Linked DNA regions of Gossypium raimondii: region 1 is linked to region 2. The links are chromatin contacts, called in public Hi-C maps. All regions are on one chromosome and are shown on one strand. The core of a region is the stretch at or near the end of the contact, and the rest is flanking DNA. Distances in the headings are between cores, read along the strand shown. Region 1 has its middle 9.6 kb from the start of LOC105766655. Region 2 holds the start of LOC105766656 (hypothetical protein).

The links. A called contact is a pair of places that touch in the nucleus more often than the background predicts.
Region 1: a contact with region 2 is called in a Hi-C map of leaf, with 1.6 times the contacts expected there. The contact joins the enhancer-like site here to the promoter of LOC105766656 in region 2. A contact is called at or near these places in 2 of 2 Hi-C or Micro-C datasets (both in leaf).

The regions. Positions count from the first base shown.
Region 1 is chr4:21,755,210-21,758,966 of ASM2569854v1, forward strand. No RefSeq gene overlaps it. Among protein-coding and RNA genes, the nearest start is that of LOC105766655, 9.6 kb to the right of the region's middle. Within about 2 kb of position 2,067, the one cell type or tissue checked has open chromatin away from gene starts, as enhancers often do. A contact at or near this core is called in leaf, where this site is marked.
Region 2 is chr4:21,706,139-21,709,613 of ASM2569854v1, forward strand. LOC105766656 (hypothetical protein) reads left to right here and starts at 1,696. Exons shown (of 1, transcript XM_012586201.2): 1 at 1,696-2,965. The coding sequence starts at 1,857. The coding sequence ends at 2,681.

The DNA.
Region 1 (3,757 bases), core at 817-3,316, 49 kb after region 2:
GGTAAAATACTAGTTCATCATATTCAATATATGAATAACATAAAATACATCCATTTAAGATCTGAGTCTGAGAACTCACTTGGGAGTTGCCGCCAAATCCATCTTCTAAGCCTTTTTCCCTTGCTACATCAGCCTCTATAGTCAATACAACATAACAACCAAATTCAAATTCTCTAATCATCAAAAGAATCATACTTTACTTGCATGCATAAACCATTTAAGCAACTATTCAAAATTCCAAATCAGAACAAAACAAATTCGACAGTTAATTGACATCTTTACCTTTCTTCCTTTTCCTTAAATTCGTGCATACAGAAAGATTAGGAAACTTACCGGCTCGATAAATCATTAGTTATTTGTGCACAATCCTTAGCTTCTTTCCTCCATGCAGACTGCTCTTTCATATTTCTTCCTTGCAACCCTAACCAATGAAGATGGTGAAGAAAGATCAAAGAAAGAAAAAGACGATCCCAGAGGATAACATATCTCCCTTATATGGTACTCCCTTACTTCCTTCACCAATCTCTATTTCAATACCCAAGTGTACAACCTTTTAATTATCATGTCTCCCACTAAGTAATTTCTAGTTCATAACCAACTGGATTATGGTTGAAATCCAACTTTTCCTCAACCGGCCTACTACTTGTTCTTATTTGCAAAAAGAACCCGCTAGATTAGAGAACTTTTCAATTTAGCATGTCAAACTCTTTTGCTACTTAAGACCTTAGGAATCCTAACGTGACAACTTGAATTTAATAACTCATAATAAATTAATCAATTTAATTTGATAACTTATATTGATTAGTTGAACATTTTAGATTTATGAACTTTATAATTAATCATGAAAACAAGTGTAAAATAAAATATGCATAAAGGTAATAATGCATGACACGTTATACACCGTTTAATTTTGTTGACTTTATTCTCACTTTCTTTCTTTTTCCAACATAATTCTCACTTTATTTATTTAATGAAAATAATTATATGAATTCTATGGTAGATTTAGAACAATTATCTTTGTATAACAATGTGTTATTATAGGTGTATAATAGCTATATCTCTATATCGTAAAATCTTGATAAACAAAATGGGACTATTATAGAAAAGAGTTACTTATATGTGAAGAAACACGAAAAATTTGAAAAAAAACAAGATTAAAAGTAACAAAATTGAATAACATCATATTTAATAAAATCTCTAAGTTACTAAACAATATATTATTTTAATGAATGTTTTGAAATTTAATATTCAAAAATTGAATAATTTATGAATATAAAAATTTCCCATGATTTATGAATATAAAGTGAGGAGTGCGATGGATTTGGAAATGATTTCCCAATTCCCACTGCCAAAATTCATTTCATCAAAAAGAGTGGGAAAGTGAAGAAGACTTACTAAATTGAAATAACCAAAGTCTTGAGTAAATATAAAAGAATCGGATAAATAAGTTTTTCAATAGATTTAGGTTAAAATGTCTCATAAGTTTTTGTAATTTTTAAAAATTAAGAATTAGTTTTTATACTTTTATTTTATGAAATTTAGTCTCTCTGTATTTTAGATTTCTAAATTCAAGTACAATTGTTAATATTTTTAACTTTTTGTTAAATTCAAATTAATTACAAAGTCTTTTTTAATTACATGACTACCAAATGAATATCTTTTTATTTGAAAAATATCACAATAATGATTTAATAAAAAATTTAATAGTATTAACAGTTAAACTTAAATTTTAAAATCTAAAAATTAAAGAAACTAAATTTTATGAAATATAAGTACAATGTCTCAATTCTTAGATTTTAAAATATACAGAGACTTGTAACATATTTTAACCATAAATTTAACATAGAATTGAATGAAATTAAATGAACCAATTACGAACCCATATTTTATCGGCTTGATTAATTACTCATTTTGCAATTTATTTATTTATTACTTTTAAAAGAAGTGTTGGTGGGTTGGTTTTTGTCTTATATTTTATTATCTATGTGGTGTGCCTCGTGGCGTGCGGAAAGGGAACAAGCCGCCCTTGTAGACCTTTCACAAAACTGTAGGAAAAATGCTAATGCGTAATAGTTTCCTTTTAAAATGTATGGGCCTATGATTGGGCCACCTTTTTATGTGGGCCTAATGGTGTCTTCAATTGTACAACCTGAACCATTGATAAACACCCAAGAAAGCTGTTGCGTATTCCATTTTGTATATTCTCCAATTCGGCTTGAACCATTTCACAAGCAAAATAATAGGTAAGTTGCACCCATAGTCACTTTAAAATAGGGTTTGTCTTATTTCGATTACTTTAATATTTTTTTAATTTAGTCATTTTAATTAATATAATTGTCTAAATTAATCACCATCGTTAAAAGTTTTGTTAATCTACTGACGGATTGCTAATGTGGCATATTAGCCCATTAAATGACTGACACATGACATTGTATTTGTACTTTTTACTAAAGCTAGGGACCTCTCTATAATTATCCCAAAATACTTTGTTGTTATTTTTTTGTTCTCTCTTCTTTGGCTTCTTTCTCTTTTGGTTTTCTAATTGACAAATGAAAAAGTCTTCAGTTTGCACTTGAAAAACAATTTCATTCTAATTACAGTTGGAACATAATTAGACAAATTAAATTAATGACAAAGCAAACCAAGGAGCAAATAAGGAAAGAAACCAACAAACAATATTTTTTAATAAAATTTAAATTCACCAATCCTACTCTATCGAGCATTGCTCAGAGAATGATTCTTATTCAACAATCCAACCAAAACACTTATTGGCTAAAGCCAAAAAACTACCCTTACAGCAATAGACATTTGCAGCCCCAACAATGAATCAAATTGTTACAAATTACTCTCCCAAATACCTCACAATACAATCAATAAATGTCTCCAAATAATATCCAAAAAGAGTGACATAAAGTAACCCAATGGAATAGCAAAATGTAAAAGCCAAAGAGACTTTGATTACAATTCATTGATTTAGTTTATTTTAATTGTAATCAATGAATTTATTTTATTATCCCAATGGAATAGAAAAATGTAAACTTGTAATTTTTTCGAATAGATTGGTTAATAAAATAAATTCATTGATTACAATTAATATACTTTGTATTATTATCCTCAAATGGTTTTTACACGCAAAGCAAAATGCAAAATGAAAGCAAATGTTGCTCATTGGTTGTCTAATGTTTAACTAATACTAATCAGTATTGCTTGGTCAGATCTTAATACGAAAAGATAAATTTTATTAGTAGACGAACCTAAATACGTCGTTAGCCTAATCGAAAATGAGCAAACAAATTAAAAGACTAATATCTCATCTATCAAGTCTAATTGGGAAAATGCCTTGTCTTGGGCATCATAGCGGATGACTCACAAAAGATAGAGACATTGTCAAACTCGATTTCCTTTAAGTCCAAAAGTTAGGAACAAATGGAGGTTAAATTGAAAGGAGTCATAAGCTAGTGGCCTTTACTGAAAAGTTAGGAAAATTTAGTGACTGAACTAGACATGGTTAAGATCCAATTCTGGTTCGGTTGGATTAAAACTAGTTGCTTCCTTAGTGGGAGACAAAAAGATTACCAACGGATGGTTTTTATAGGGTTGATAATTGAGCGTGAAGGGTGATAATTGTTGGGAAAATGACTTCCTAGGGAGAATTCTTCTGAAATCTATTTCACCTTCTTCTCTTCTTCATCTTCTTCCTTGGTTGATCTGAAGAAGAGATAGTTATGGGAAGTTCTGCATGGAACGATGATCATGA
Region 2 (3,475 bases), core at 446-2,945:
CCTAAATTTATTTGCAAAATATTAAAATATAGTTATTTAGTATAAATAAATTAAATATATTGATGATTATTTATTAAATTCTCAAATGAAATTAAATACAAAACCTAGTCATATCATATTTAATATTATCAGGTCCATCTAACCTAAATAGTGAAGAATGAATGAATGATAGTGATGAAAAGGTGGACGAGGAGATTTGTTAGAATCAAGCTGTTGTCTCTCCTTTTGTCCAACTGGTTCATACCTAATGAACTCCGGCTTTCCTCCTACCCCAACATCATATTACCCAACTAATCATTTCCTGCTGTAACTTCAATTTTCATATTACATTTTACGCCTTTTTTATATTATAAATTATATATATTTGCTTACATTTTTATAAATTTTGATTTCCCAACAATTTCTTTTATAAAATTTTATTATAATATCATCAAATCTTTGAATTATTCATCTAAATTAATTAATTAATTATACTTACATCTCGCAAACTGATCTTATAGAATACCTTGCGAGCTAGAAACTCACAAGAACCAAATCGTACCAACTAGAGCTTAGAGAGGTTCCACTCGCGAACCCACAAATTATGAAGATGACACCTCTGACAAAAGCAACATATCCATACATCATGTTTACTATTATCCTTGTAAAACAACCGTTACTTAAGAAAAAGTGATACCAATAGATCGACTGATCAACTATAGAGAATATGAAATGGGTGAAAGACAAACACATGATGCCTCGAGAAGGGTTTCAGGATCTCCTCTCTATTCACTAACATCTTTTTTTACTCATGAGTATTCATAACGCCTCTTCCAGCTCTCTACACGAATCGTGACTGACCACTGTAAACTTTATTTGATATAAATGAAATCAGTAATATATATTTGCACACGCATTTAGGGTATGTAGTAAAACTAAACAAATTATATGAATTTGTTTTAGTGGAGTTGGTTGAACTTGAGCATAAAACGAGAAAGAAAGACAAAAGGATCTAGAAGAAAAAGAACACGCACTATCCTATCTAACTTTTTGGACGATTGTGGATATATTTTCTATTACATATATGAAAACTAAAATTTGTCCATGTTTACCTATATCCATCAAGCAACCAAGACCTTTACGTCATGCATGAAGTGGTTTCCTACTGCTACTAGTATCTGGATTTCGCAAGCAAAGAATTTCTGTGGGTTCTTTTCTATTTCCTAAATACATATTCTATTAATTCAAAACAATTCTGAATCCCCTTTTTTAAATTATATGTTTTGATACTTTTAATTATATTTAGCTGCTTAGATTTTGAATTTTAATAAGTTTGAAAAACATTTTAACCAAAATTACTCATTTAGAATATAGATATTAATAAACTTATCATTTTAAATTAATTAATAATAAAATATGAAATGAAAAACTAGATTAAACTGCAATTAAAATAGAAATTTAAACACATAAATGCTTCATATAAAAAATACAAATACATTATTTATGTAAATATTATTGATTCAGTTATAAAATTAATATTTTATTTTATAAATATTATGGGTTTAAATTCTACATCATTTAAATTTTATTGCATTTTTAATAAAATGAAAATACCTCCAAATAAATCTTTTGAAAACGAGAATTTATCTAATTCACTTTATCTGAATCAGAAATAATCTCAAACCATAAAAAGGAAGCAAACGCTAGTCAACAACGTTGAAACTCTCCCACCCAAAGCATCAATTTTTCTCTCAATTTTCCGAAAGAAAAAACAATTTACTTTTTTTATATATAAATATTCTCAATTCGACCTTCCTCTCTGTCAAACTTCTACCCTTTTCTACATTCAAGTGCGCGTGTATTTTTTCCTTCGTACAATGCCACAAGGCAATTTAGAAACCCTTGTTTCCGCCTGTGCCGGGGGCTCTTGCGACAACAAAATCATTTGCGAGACTTTAGCAACCAGCGAAAGTGATTCCGACGACCACCTCCACCCGGCGGAGAAACATATTGAAGAAGAAATCCCGTCGGATTTCCCGCCAGAATCGTTTTGCTTATCCAAAGACGCCGAGTTCGACTGGTTCGATCGTAACGCCTTTTACGAACGGAAAGATTCGCATAAAGGAAACTCAGGTCCCAACTCTGCAAACCTCAACCCTAATCTTAACTCGATCTCCAATTCTCAACGCTTTTCTCTGAGAAAGTCTAAAGCTTCCATCATCGGCTTACCGAAACCGCAGAAGTCTTGCTTTGTCGAAACGAAGAACAGGAAACCTGGGAACACTAGATTGTTTCCTAAACGGCCTGGCTCAGTTAAATCGGATCGGCCAGTTGTTGAACCATCTTCACCTAAGGTTTCTTGTATGGGAAGAGTGAGATCGAAGCGTGACCGGAATGGCCGGCTAAAAAAGAACAGCCAAAAATCGACCGGAGTTGAAACAGTTAAAGAGAAAACGACGGGCAAAAGAAGCGGTTTATTTTCAAGTTTTCGTGCTATTTTCAGGTCCAGTGGGAAAGCAAGTGAATCAGACGCGCTTCCAGTAGCCCAGTGGCCGCCAGGGAATAGGGACATTAGGTCTCGTTTGCCACCAGATGATCGTGACGCAATATCGATGGAGCCTGAAATTATGGAGAGTGAACCGGTCAGTCTAGGTGGAATGAAGCGGTTCGCATCCGGTAGGAGATCGGAGCCGTTAATCTGAGGTGCGTGATGACAGTTGTGGGGCACAGCTCAAGCGCGGGTTGGTCTGCGGTCGTAGTTGGGTAACTTGCGGGTCCCGCCTATTTTTCAAAATTCTCTTTCGTGGTGACGTCACACGATGACTGACTGTTTTGACAAGGTAAGAAAAATGAAATGCACATTGATTTTTCCTATCCCCCCCCTCTTTTTAAATTTTGATTTGGTTTTACTTGATACAAGGATCTGTAGATACGGTTGTAAATTTTTTGTTCTTATTTTAATAAAATTTCACGAGCATCATGTAAATTTCATATTTCAATTATTAATTAATTAATTAAAAAATGTTTAATTTATAAAAATCAATTTTAAAAGGTAAGTTTATTGTACTTTATAAGTAGTAAAAGTTAGATTTGTAAAAGGAGAGCATGATTTTTTTAAGTAAATCCATAAAAGCAACATTGATTAAAACATGACACACTTTTTTTTCTTTTAGGTAATGGAGCACACTTTTGTTTAATGAAAAAAAAGTGTTAAATAACAGCTAAAATGATTACACAAAAGCTTTGGGTTGATGTTGATGAGTGGAGTTTGATTGCCATGACTGAATGCCAAATACGGTCATTTATTTTATACAAACACAGTTTTGTTTATATATTTAAATTCAAGTATGTAGTCTTTTTATTTATTTGATAACATTTTTTCTAAATTTAAATATATTGCATTCAACTTTTTATTCAAAAGTCATAACATTTTTAACTAAATTCTGTTAAATATCAATTAGTAGAGATTAAATTTTAAAAATGTAAAGAGTACAGG